Linked DNA regions of Ovis aries: region 2 is linked to region 1. A link is a contact called in public Hi-C data. All regions are on one chromosome and are shown on one strand. Each heading gives the region's core, a stretch centred on a gene start, on an enhancer-like site or on the middle of the called end of the contact. The rest is flanking DNA. Distances are from core to core; before and after follow the strand shown.

Region 1 (6,472 bases), core at 1,706-4,205:
AGGCACTCTCTTTCAAAAGAAAAGTTTAGCTCCCGGACAGAACATACTCCAATGCGTCATGGCAGTCGACGAGGAAGTAGGCATTACTTCAACAAGGTTTCAACAGTGCTTTCCACGGAAGCTTCTACGTGGATACCATCTATCTTCTGAACCAGGGATGCTTACATTTGAGGGCAGGGGCTGGCAGACATTCGCATAAAGAGCCAGCCAGGAAATGCTGCAGGCTCTGCGGGCCCAGGTCTGCCTCCAAAGCCACAGGTGGTGGGCGTAAGACCTCCCCGGCAGCACCACCGCACAGCTGTGGGCTTCAGGGACAGACAGGCCTGCCCGAGCCTGAGCCCACCGCCTGTCCGCTGATCACCCCACCACCCTGCTGCGCTTCTCCAAGCCCTGGAGAGTCCTGCGGCAATCACAGGCAGGAAGAAGCACAAACCTCCGCACGGGCTCTGAGGCACAGTGCTCCGTTAATGCTCAATAAACGAACTGAAATTAGGCAAATCGCGAAGGAGCCTGGCGATTTTCAAACAAGAGCGGCAAGTATTCTTCCCACTCACACCCTAAACTTAGGAAGGTGGTGACCCAGTGACCCTCTCAGACACGTGTGTGTGTGGCCCCCACACCTACCTGAAGCCGCGGGTTGGCAACATGAGGATGCTTGAAAGACACCAGCTCTGCAAGGGACGCCCCATCTCTGGTGTCAATTGCTTCACAGACCTGAAGCATTTGGAGAGAAAAGGGCTGTTACGTGGAAAGTAACACACTTAACCCCAAAAGAACCAAGGCAACACGCTGCAGCGCTTTCCCTGCTTTGAGAGCGTGGAGGCGTAACCAGCACCCTCCACAGTGAGCAGACAATCACTGCGCTTCAAAATGAGATCAGGCAAACAGGTGACGCACTGCTAAAACAATGAAAAAGTGGAATCACCCAGTAGTTCATTATCTGCTTATTAAGGAGGGTTAGTTATTCCAGCTTACTCACACTAATAAACATTTGAAGATCCACTCACATAGCTTACAAAAAAGAAAAACAAGCTTGAAGATCACATATGTCCAAAATGCCAGCATCCAAGAAACTAACCGGAGATCTCACGAGCTTACGAAGGTGAAATCAAACCCCAGACCCAAAAGCCGACGGAAGTTATCAGAGGCCACGGGAAATGCAAGACACACGGACTGTCCACAGGTGGCCCTGGCCAAGGAGGCTGCAGAGCCGTGAGTTAAGCCCAAGCCGTCAGGGCCCCTGAGATCCAAGACGCAGCAGGTTCTGATGGAGACAGGAGGTGGGCGAAACCTGGGCTGACAGAGACAGTGAGCCTGGTGTCGGAGCACGGACTCTGGGGCCAGGATTCCTGGTGTGAATGTGTCACCTACTTGTACAGTGACCCTAGAGAGTCACCTAAGCTGCTCCGTGAAATGGGGTTTGTAATGGCTCGACCTCCTAGGAAAACAGTGATGGTGGCAAGCTACCTCCCCTAACTCTGCAGCTCAGTGTGGGCAAGAAAATTGTGAGAAATATAAAAATGTACAGAAAACACAACATTTATATACAAAAGATATAAAAAAGTACAAACTTCTAGAGAGATTCTATATCCACATTGGTTTTCCAATGTCTGTGTTCTTATTCAACTTTATATAAAAACTGATATTGAAAAATGTTAACTGCAAAGATAAGGCCAAAGTAGACATATCCTTAAAGAAAAAGTCTTAGGCATCAACCAGAAGACCGCAAACGAATGTATTATATTTGCAAGCTTTAAGTTAAAACAAAAGCATGTATTTGTATTTTCATGATTCTCGTTTGAACCAGTTTTCTCAATGAACCATTAACCATTACGTTAATGGTTCCAAGCTTGTTATACTATATTCAGCTGCCAACTAGATATCTTTGCCTGGTTGTCAACAGACACCTCCAACACAACACGTCCAGAACAATTTATTTTTACTTCCAAATCGGTTCTGCTCATCTACTGTAAAGCTAGAAACCTGGGAATGAATCCTGATTCCTCCCGGAGCCGGAACCACACTAAGTCCTGGCAGTCTTCAGATATTTTTTAAAGGCCATGTGCCGCCCCTCCCTTTCCTTAATCCTGTCACCAGGGTTCTAGCCCTGCGAATGAGCACAGCCCAGAGGAAAGACTGTGTTCGTCGTTCAGCCGTGTCCCAGTTTTGGCGGCCCCATGGACTGTAGCCTGCCAGATCCCTCTGTCCATGAGATTCTCCAAGCAGGAATACTGGAGTGGGCTGCCATTCCCTTCTCCAGGTGATCTCCCCGAACCAGGGATCAAACCTGGGTCTCCTGCGTTGCAGGCGGACTCTTTACTGTCTGGGGCACCAGGGAGGCCCTTACAGTGTTTATGCCACGCTGTGCTTAGCCGCTCAGTCGTGTCTGAGTCTTTGGGACCCTATGGGCAGTAGCCAGCCAGGCTCCTCCGTCCATGGGATTCTCCAGGCCAGATACTGGAGTGGGCTGCCATGCCCTCCTCCAGGGGATCTTCCCCACACAGGGATCGAACCTGAGTCTCCTGCACCGCACGCGCATTCTTTACCGTCTGAGCTATCAGGGAAGCCCTGCTTCCAGCAAAGACTGTCGGCTTTCGATCCGTCGATGGCTGTGTTCGCGCTGTGCTCCTGCGTCTACAGGCTGTGTGGACACAGCCCCGAGAGACGCAAGCCCGCGGGGCGCGGCCCGCTCGCAGGCGGGCCCCGGCTCTCCGCGTCCCCAGCTCCCACCGCCCCTACCCCGAGGGCGCGGCCGGCCCCCGGGACCCACGTCGGGTCTGCCTGCCGCCCGGCGGCCGGCGGCGCGGGCGCAGCCGGCGAAAAGAGTCCCTCCGCGCGGCCACCCCTCCGCCCGGCCACCCCTCCGCCCGGCGCGGGCCGCAGACCGGGAACCCCACCTGCTGCAGGTACTGGTTGATGGTGATGTGCGCCATGGCCGCGCCCGCGCCGCCGCCGCGCGTCACTTCCGGGCCGCGGTCCGGCCCCGACCCCGCGCCCCCGGCCCCGCCTTCCGCGCGCGTTGGTTCCGGAGGCGGTGTGTGCGCCGCAGCGCGAGCCCCGGGCCGGCATGGCGGCGCGCCCGGGCTGAGGACCGCCGGGGGCTGCGCTGCGACTGCCCTCCCCGCTCGCGCGACCGCCCCCTCGGCGCCGCGGAGCCCGGGCCCGCCGCCCCCTCGGCGGCTGCGGGCTCCTCACGGGCTCCTCACGGGCCGGGCCGCGCGGGCTCCTCGCGGGCTCCTCGCGGGCTCCTCACGGGCTCCTCACGGGCCGCGCGGGCTCCTCGCGGGCTCCTCACGGGCTCCTCGCGGGCTCCTCACGGGCCGCGCCGGGGCGTTCGGTCGCGGGCCGGGCCGCGCGGGCAGAGCGCGCGAGCCGGGCGGCGGTTGGGCCGGGGAGGCGGCGGCGGGAGGCCGGGCCGGGCCGGGGCGGGCGCCGCCATGGCGGACGAGGGCCCCCGGAAGGGCAGCTTCTCGGCGCTCGTCGGGCACACGAACGGCCTCACCAAGCCCGCGTCCCTCGCCGCGGCCGCCGCCACCGCCAAGCCCGGCGGCGCCGGCGGCTCCAGGAAGCTCGTGATCAAGAACTTCCGAGGTGGGTGCGGGCCGGCCGGGCGGGCGCCGCGGGGCCCGAGCGCTGGGCGGGCGGCGCGGTCCCCCCTGCGGCGGCGCGGCCCCGGGCGGGCGCTCGGGCGGGCGGCCTCCCCGCCGGGGGCGGCTTCGGGCAGCTCGCAGCGCGGAGGGGAGGGTAACTCTTCCGCGGCCTCCCGCTTGGGAAGTCCGCTCGTTGAGTGAAAGAGCACTGAGATTTTTATGCCTTCCCCTCGCGCTCACAGCGACCGTCTTCGACGTGTTTGCTTAGTGAAACGAAGGCGGAACGGCTGCAGAGTCTGTAACCCGAGGGATTTATAAACATGGCACCTTGTACGGGGAAAACAATGGCCCGCGTTCCTTAGCTGTGTGTCTTTGAAGTACTTTTTTCGTAGAGTGGTTTTTTAAAGACGTGTGATTGTTGGCATGGGTGCCGTTACCTACTGACTGTGTCTGCACTTACAGACAGACCTAAATTGCCTGATAACTACACTCAGGACACCTGGCAGAAGCTTCATGAAGCGGTGAAAGCCATACAGAGTAGCACCTCCATCCGCTACAACCTGGAAGAGCTCTATCAGGTAAGCGTCCACAGGCGGCCAGGAGCAGAGCTCCATAGCAGGCTCGCTGAGATGGAAGCCTTCCCTTCCCTTAGGGTGCTGGCATCCTGCTTTCCGCTTACCTGACTTTTTTATAGTTGTCTAAATTGCACCGTAATCCAGCTCCGGTGAAACGTGACGCAGCCGTGGATTCTGTGGTCCCCAGTGTTGTTTCAGAGACAGTAGAAGAGGGAATAGAGTCCAAGTATCTGCCTCCACCAGAAACAGCAGGAGCTCTGTGGCATCCTGTCCCAAGTCAAGGACTGTTTTCTGGTTTTGGTGGTTGTGGGATTTTCATTTCATTTTCAGGCTTAAGCTGTTGAAAGGTACTTAAATTTAACCCATTTATAGGAGAGAAACGTGTTTCCAAGAGCCATAGGACATTTTCCAAATATGCAGCAGATTATCATCCATTATGTTGTGTGTGAAACTCTTACCTACGCTTTAGGCGATAGAATAGCATTTCTGTTAATATCTAGCTTCTCTATTAAGAGGCTTGAGTTCAAGTTTTTTTCTCTAGGAGGGTTTGGGGGAGGATGGGTACATGTATGTGTGTGGCTGAGTCCCTTTGCTGTTCACCTGAAAGTTCAGCAGCGTCATTAATTGGCTTTACCCCAGTGCAACATGAAAAGTTTACAGTTGGATACTTGTAAAAAATAAGCAAAACCTTTTCATGTTTACATGAGCAATTACATTATAAAAATTATGGAAACTGCAGAAAGTACATGGAAGGAAATGAAAATCCCTGATATTCCTATCACCCAAAGAAGACTGCTGTTGACAGTGAACATATGTGAACATATGTGCCTTCTTTGTCTTAAGTTTAAGTCTGTTGTGTGTTTTAACCACTTAATTAAGCTATGGAATGTGTCCTTGAGTAAGTTTTATCAGACGTGTCCACTTGCAGAACATTCTGTCACCACAGACAGTGCCCAGAGGCCCCTGTGCGGCCAGCCATCCCTCCTCACTCCCAGCCCTTGGCAATCACTGACTTGCTGTCTGTTGGTACATTCTGCCGTTTCTAGAACCTCATCTAAATGGAACCGTGCCTCTCGCGGTCTCTCGTACCTGGCTCCTTTCACTTAGGGTAACGCTTCTGCACTGCGTGTGGGCCTTCTGACAGTAACTGGTTTCTTTGTTGCCGAGTACTCTGGGCACCATGGTTGCTTATCGTGCGTTAATGGATGTCTGGGTTTCATAAGACATTTCATAGCTTTTCAAAGTGGTGTCATGATTTTTTGTCTCTGCCAGTGGCGTGTGGGAGACTCAGATGCTCCGTGTCTGTGCCAGTGTCTGGTAGCGTCAGTCTTTACCTTGTGCTGGTCTAGTTTGGTATGTGGTAGAATTTCACCTTGGTTCTAATCTGCAGCCCCCTGATGATAGTAAGTGTCTTTTCCTGTGCCCATCGCCGTTCCTGATGCCTGCTTTACTGAAGCGTGTGCTCGCGTCTTCTGCTCATCTCTTGTGGTCTTGCTTATCTTCTTACCGTCACGTGTTTGGGGCCATTATGTCTTCTGGGCACGTGTCTTATTCCAGAAATTTGCCTGGCGCTTGTGCTCTCCCAGTTTACAGCTTGCCTTTTGAGTCTGTTAACTATGGCTTTCGGAGAGCAAAAGTTTTGAATTCTGATGAAGTCTGTATCAGTTTGGTCTTTATGGATCGTGCTTGTAGTGTCTGTCTGAGAAGTCTTTGCCTCACCTAAGGTGGTATGGATTCTCTCTTTCATTTCCTTGTGGGCATTTTAGGGTTGTAGTCTCACATTTAGGTGTATTATCTGTTTGCAGGTGAGTTGTTGTATCTCTTGTGAGGTGTAAATCCAGGCTCATTGTCCTCCCTGTGGATATCTTCTTGGCTCAGTGCTGCGTGGCAAGGCGTCTGAGCTTCTCGCAGCGAGCTGCTCTGTCCCTTCATCAGAAAGTGCTGTCCGGATGAGAGCCTGAAGCCTCAAAGTCTGGAGCACTGACCCTCCAGCTTTATCCTTTTTTGGATAAACTTGTTTTGGCTCTTCTAGGTCCATTGTATTTCTGTATGAATTTTAGAATCTGCCAGTTTCTCAGAAGAGCGTTCTAGGATGTTGGGTGGGATTCTGTCGGATTCTAGATGCGCGTGGGGAGAGTTACATCTCAGCAAGACTGGGCCAGCTGATCACGAAGGACGGCACTTGCTCAGTCAGGCCTCAGCAGCGTGTTCTAGCCCCGTCGCACAGGGCTTGTGAGATTTATCCCTAAGAGCAGTTCATATTTCTGTAGTGTTATAAAAGGTGGTATAAAGTTTAATTCCTTGGTA
Region 2 (6,472 bases), core at 2,542-5,041, 140 kb after region 1:
TCAGTATCTGTTTAGATGAGGATTCTCACCTTCTGCGCTCTATTTCTTTGAGTTTTGGAAACATAAGAGTAACCTCAGAAGCTGCTAGAAAGAAAAAATAAGTCAGCTCTTGAGCCTCTGCCGCCTTCCCACTCAGCAGACCTGACGCCTGATGCGGAGCTCGGAGCCCGTGGAGCTGTCTGGATCTGCAGACTCGCCGTGCAGACTTGTTTGGCGGCATGACTGTGTTTTGATAGGGAAAGCGCCATTCTAAGTGCCGATTTCAATAAAAATAACCAGTCTCCAACTGACAACACAAGGTCTCTCTGCCAAGAGCTCTTCCAGAAGCTTCTGCCACTGGCACTGTGGCAGGACTCTGGCACCACCAACCGTGGCGGGCAGGGTGACCTGTACCTCCTGTCAGAACTACTCGGACGATGTGGAATAGTTCTCAAGCAGCCTTCTCACCAGGTACTCCTGCCCAGTGAAGTGCTGGGGAAAAGTACTCTCGTAGCAGGCGTAGCCCCCTAGCCTGGACACCAAGCCTCCCACCAGTGACTCCCCACAGCTGACCCAGGCCGCGTACAGGAGTGCTTGCTGCCCATCAGCCTTTACTCTGTGTGCCTTGTTCCACCCCAGCCTTGAGCCATCAGCAGCCACGTTCCGATTAAACCAACTAAACCGTGTAGCTGACCGTCAGCAAGGGAGGGGATTGTGCTCCTAGCGCGGCACGTGGCTGGAGGCCTTGGGACACGGCATGGGAAGCTCCCAACCGCCACCCCGGCGCCCTGGCCGTGCGGCGCCTTGGCGCCCTCGCCATTGTTCCTGTTATACAGCCGCTCCAGTTTCTTCCTGTCCATGGAGGGCCTCATGGCTCCCCTGTGAGCCCGCTCGGGCACTGGGAGCAGCTGTCCGTGGCCAGGCCTGGTGGCTACCTGCTCTGCTCTAAGCAGCGGGTGGCACTTCTCTTGCCAGCCTGGGTAAATGCCATGAGCTGGCGGACCTTGTCCTTCTGAGATGATTTAAGCTTATGCTCTGGGAAGCGAAAGCAGCAGGAAAGCCACTGAGGTCGGCCCAGAGAGCCGTTATGGCTCAACCACTAGCACCTACGTTGCATCCGGACTTAACTTCTCCTCAGTGACCGGACTGCACTTCAGAACCACAGAAATACAAAGCTTTGTTGCCCATCGGATAAAAACACTGGACAGCCTTCTGAAAATTCAAATGACGGCATCTATATAGTAACAAATACGGAAAGTTTAAACTCCCCAAATTAGAAATATCAGTAGTCCATGCAAGATACATTTTGATCTTTATCTGGTTCCCTTCGCATGAAGTAGGATGCTGCCTTTTTCCCTCTGAGTCTCAGTGAAATCCCCCTTTATAACACACATGTGCCATCTGATGAAGTGAGGCCAGAGGGTAACCCGAGGTCTGACCACAGCACCACAGCCCCCGGTGGGTCCTCCTCAGGTTCAACTAATCTCAGGCCCTAATGACCAGAAGAAGGCCCTTGAGATTTAGAAACATCATTGTTTTAAGCCTTCCTCTGTCTAAAATTAGCAGAACACTGATGAAAACACACACACACAAAATTGTGTGAAAAGTAACTTATAAAAGCTTCAAAAGCAGGCACAAAAAGCCCGTGATGATTACGCAAAGATACTAATAATGAGAAGTTCATGTACATGAGACAGAAATAAAATGGAAAAATAGGGCAGAGGCTGTGGGTGGGTAGTAAATAACAACACTGCCCCGTAACCGCACTATATATAGTATATGATGAAACCAAACAGTCTTCTGATGCTTCCAGACACCGGAATGGTTAAGGTTTTATTTATTGAAGGTAACCTGATGAAAACGACAGCAGAAATGACAGTGATTCACCAAGGCTGTAAATCAAAACAGACGCTAGGGCCTTCCCTGACAGTCCAGCGATCCAGACACCACGCTTCCACTGCAGGGGGCACACGTCTGATCTCTGGTTGGGGAACTAAGATCCCACATGCTGCGTGGTGTGGACAAACTGTCCCCCCAAAGCAAAACCAGACCCATCTACTGGACGCTAATACTTTATAAAAAACAATAATATGACAAAGGGGAAAATTTTACTTTTAAAAGGATTTATACTGTTTTGTTCAAAAAAAGATGACATAGTTCACAGAAGCACATAGAATAAGCTGTAACTTACGAAAACATGTAGTTGGAAAACAAGATGTCGATGAAGTTAGGAGGAAAAAAGACAAAAAAAGCCAGAGATAAGACACAGACACGCATACCATATATAAGAGCTGAAAGCTGAAAATTAGGCTCTGAGCTTCTCAGCTGCCAAACAAAGTCCAGAGGGGACAGTTGATCTCACCACCTTCTTCAGCTCTGGAGCAGCAGGAGCTGGGCCATTTGGAGGTCATGCCTAAAAGATAAATTAATAAAGGTCCGTAAATCCACAGGACCACGGCCTACATTTCAAGCTCTGATGGACTTCACTAAGGCTCACCATGCCAAGGACATTAAATTATTATCCACGGCTTTTAAGGGAAGTGGGTGGGCTTTCCCTACATTTCATTGTCTTATCCTCCTAAAATGTCCAAAATTTTTATTAAAAATGTGGATAATCTAGGAGAAACATCAGATAAATTCTCTAACCTTTGGCAAAGGTCTCAAGCCTCTTCACTGTGACCTTGTGAAGAGCCACTTCTGCGATGTGGGCACCAAGACTGACCACATATCGAACGAAGATACGCCCGTAAAGTGCCCTTCCAGAGACACCGAATACAACACAATCTCTTAGGGTCGCTTCCAAGGGGCTGACCCAGTTAAGGGTGTAGGCTGAGTCACCCTGATGGTTCTGGGCTCAGCAGGTGGTGGTGGCGGCGGCGGCGGGGGAGGGGGCCAAGGAGTCAGACCCAAGTGCCCCCTTCACTCTCCCGCCTCTGCAACCTGTTCAGAAGGCCAGGCGCCTGCCCACGCAGCCCCTTCCCTTGGGGAGCCGGGGCGCGGTCTCTGCTTTCCGGACCTGCCGGAGCCCTCCCGGCGCTGACCGGACTTTCTCCATCTCCTCCTCCGCGGCGGCTCTCCCCACCGGCAGGGTGTGTGCTCAGGCCGCCGCCGCCCCTGCACCCGCCGCCTGGACCCCCTCGCCCGCCCGGAGCCCTCTCCCAGGATCCCGCTGCCCGGAGGGAAGGCTGCCGCAGCGCGGCCGGCTGCGCCCTCTCCCCGGCCGCCTTCCGACTCCTGCGGGCGCCGCGGCCTGCGCCCGCCGCACCTCTGGACGCCCGGCTCGCACCGAGGAGCCGCGGCTGAGCGTCCCCCGGCCCAGCGTCTGACGCCGCCCCCGGCCCCCGGCCGCGCAGAAGGGGCTGGGGCCCCGCGCCCGCGCCGGCCGCTCCGCCGGGCCTCGGCCCCAGCTCGCGGGCCCGCGTCTGTCTCGTCGGCCCGGGACCCCGCTGGCCGCACACGGAAGCCCCCGCCGCCGCGCCGCCGCAGCGCGCAGCCCGAAGGCTCCGGAAGCCCCTCCGTCGCTCCCCCGCCCCGGGCCCCGCCGCCGGTCTCCGACCCGGCCCTGCCCCCGCCGGCGGCCCGCGCGCCACCTCCCTCGCCGCGCATGCGCCCCGGCTCGCGCCCGCCTCGCCGCCCGCGCCGCCCCCGCCCCGGCCGCAGCCCGGACGACGCCCGGGGACGCAGGACCCCGACTCCCGGCGTGCCCCGCGCCGCCCGGGGGCCGCCGGGATCCAGGCCGCGCTCGGCCTCCGACTCCCGGCGTGCAGCGCGCCGCCCCGCCCCGGGCCGGGGACACCGCGCCCCACCTCCTTAAAGGAGCCGCGACGCCCTCTCGGCCGCGTCGGCGCGGAGCGCGTTCGGGAGACGGCGGGCAGAGCGGGCCCTCCGGGCGCCTGACCTGGGCCCCGCCCCGGGGGCGGCCCTGCCGCCTGGGAAGGGATGCGGAGAAGTCGCCTCCCTGTCCTCCCCTCCGGAGAGCCGGACCCAGGACGCGCCGCGGCCGGAACGTCCGGGTGAGCGCTGCGCGGCGTCCGGGGCCGGGCCCTCTAGTGCGGCCCTCACGGCTCCCTTCCCCTCCCTGCCCGGGGGTCTGGGCTCCCCTCCCCCGGGGGTCTGAGCTTCTCTCTCCCCGGGGTCTGGGCTCCTCTCCCCCGGGGCCTGGGCTCTGGGGTCTGGGCTCCTCTCTCCCCGGGGTCTGGGCTCACCCACCGGGGGTCTGGGCTCCTCTCTCCCCGGGGTCTGGGCTCCCCTCCCCGGGGCCTGGGCTCCTCCCCTCCCCGGGGGTCTGGGCTCCCCCTCCCGGGGGTCTGGGGTCTGGGGTCTGGGCTCTTCTCTCCCGGGGGTCTGGGCTCACCCACCGGGGGTCTGAGCTTCTCTCTCCCCAGGGTCTGGGCTCCCCTCTCCCCGGGGTCTGGGCTCACCCACCGGGGGTCTGGGCTCCCCCTCCCGGGGGTCTGGGCGCCTCTCCTCCCGGGGGTCTGGGCTCCTTTCTCCGCGGGGGTCTGGGCTCTGGGCTCCTCTCTCCCCGGGGTCTGGGGTCTGGGCTCCTCCCTCCCGGGGGTCTGGGCTCCTCCCCTCTCTGGGGGTCTGGGCTCCCCCTCCCGGGGGCCTGGGGTCTGGGGTCTGGGCTCCTCTCTCCCCGGGGTCTGGGCTCCCCTCCCCGGGGTCTGGGCTCACCCACCGGGGGTCTGGGCTCCTTCCTCCCTGCGGGGGGTGGTCTGCTCCTCCCTCCCAGGGCCTCTGTTCTCTCCGCTTCCTCCCCAGGGCACTCTGTCCGCTCTCGGGGTTCCACCCCCCAGGCTTTGTGCTGAGGACGGTGCTGCACCTGAGCGCCTTTTCGAGGCCCGCGCACCTGGCAGAGGATGCAGGGCGGATGCGGGACGGGGAGGGCGCGATGGGAGCGCGGGCGGGGGCTGTGGACGTAGCGGGGTTGGGCTGTCCACACCCCCCTCCCCCCTCTCCCCCATACCCCAGCCAGATCCTGGGCTCAGGCGTGCGAGGAGCCGCCCCGCCCCGCCCCTTCCTGCGGGACCTCACCTGGGAGCTCACACGTGTTTGTCCAGGGGTCACGCGGCCTCCGGGTCCCTTGAGAAGGAGGCACAGCATGGCCCCCAGTCAATGTGTGGCTCAGGGACAGCCCCCAGCCCGCCTTCGGGGAGCTACTCCGAGGAGGGGATGTCGAAGGCGGCTGCGAGTCACGGGACAGGTGCCAGTAACTGGATTGGCACCTGCCCAGAACACTGGGTTTTGTACAGTTTAATTAGCATTACATATTTTAACATTTGTTATTGTCCATAAGAATTTTCTGTCCTCCCTGTTTTGCTTTTTAAATTCATTTTCCAGTTCTTTAGTGATTAGAAATGAACCATAAGTTGTATTTACAGGATTATAAGTGCTTTACCTTTTAACAAATAGAATTTACATCACCTAACTTGTTAAAGTGTAAAACAGGCTTTTCAGGTAAGGGAAAGGGAAGTCGCTCAGTCGTGTCCGACTCTTCGCGACCCCATGGACTGCAGCCCACCAGGCTCCTCCGTCCATGGGATTTTCCAGGCAAGAGCACTGGAGTGGGGTGCCATCGCCTTCTCCATGAATGAGTCTGCCTGTTTGTAAAAGTGTGACTGATGGAAACAGTGCAGCCACTAGGCTATCACCCTGCGTGAGTTCAGTGGCCGAGAGGGAGCACAAATGCTCTGCAAGCCACGTTGAGTTAGGTTGCTTCCACCCCAGGTGTCTTTGCCTCCTTCTTTGTTGCTGGTTTGTGCCTGGAAGCTCTGGTGGAATCTGGCCAAAATGCTCACGTCAGACCGTCCACTGCAAATAACCCTCCTGCTTTCTTTTTTCCAGAGGCTTTGCACCTGCTAACCCTGATCCCGCTGGACCCTGGAGGCTAGCTCTGGAATTCTTGCCTGGAGCTCTGGTGCCAGGTCAGGCCCCCCCGCCCCCCCCAACTTAGGGCCAGGGGTTCAGCTGGGTGTGGACATTTTAAGAATTCATTATAAGACCAAAACAAGTCCAAAGTGCCTTTTTTTAATAGTTAAAAATAGCAATAACAGGGACCTCCCTGGTGGTCCAATGGCTAAGACTCCAGGCTCCCAATGCTGGGGACCCATCTTCCATCCTTGGTCAATGAATTAGATCCCGCATGCTGCAACTAAGACCTGGGACAGCCAAATAAGTAAATAGAATTTTTTAAAAAGGAAAATATATGCCATTTATTGTTTCGAGGGACAGAAATCAAGCTCAACTTCAAATGTACACACATTTAGTACTTTTCAGAACCGAGACACAGATTTCAGACGCTGAGTTAATGGCACAGGTCTAGACACACACGTTTTCTCCAAAAGATCACAGAAAGTGAATCTTTTATAGATTCCAAACTTCAGGAAAATAAGCTGCTGCACAGCCAGTTTGGGAGTAACACCCTTTGTCCATTAGGACGGCTCCTCCCTGACAAGGCCCTGCAGTCGGTTCTCCCTCCCCCGACACACCC

What was found. Hi-C and Micro-C count contacts between places; a contact is called where the count stands out from the background.
Region 2: a contact with region 1 is called in a Hi-C map of hypothalamus, with 2.0 times the contacts expected there. The contact joins the promoter of TMCO3 here to the promoter of PCID2 in region 1. A contact is called at or near these places in 2 of 16 Hi-C or Micro-C datasets (hypothalamus and muscle).

What each region holds. Positions count from the first base shown.
Region 1 is chr10:85,880,582-85,887,053 of ARS-UI_Ramb_v3.0, forward strand. It overlaps PCID2 (PCI domain containing 2), which reads right to left and starts at 2,956. Exons shown (of 14, transcript XM_015098276.4): 1 at 2,898-2,956; 2 at 625-714. The coding sequence starts at 2,933. It overlaps CUL4A (cullin 4A), which reads left to right and starts at 3,037. Exons shown (of 19, transcript XM_027973819.3): 1 at 3,037-3,591; 2 at 4,053-4,168. The coding sequence starts at 3,438.
Region 2 is chr10:86,015,945-86,022,416 of ARS-UI_Ramb_v3.0, forward strand. TMCO3 (transmembrane and coiled-coil domains 3) reads left to right here and starts at 3,792. Exons shown (of 12, transcript XM_060394241.1): 1 at 3,792-3,992; 2 at 5,827-5,906.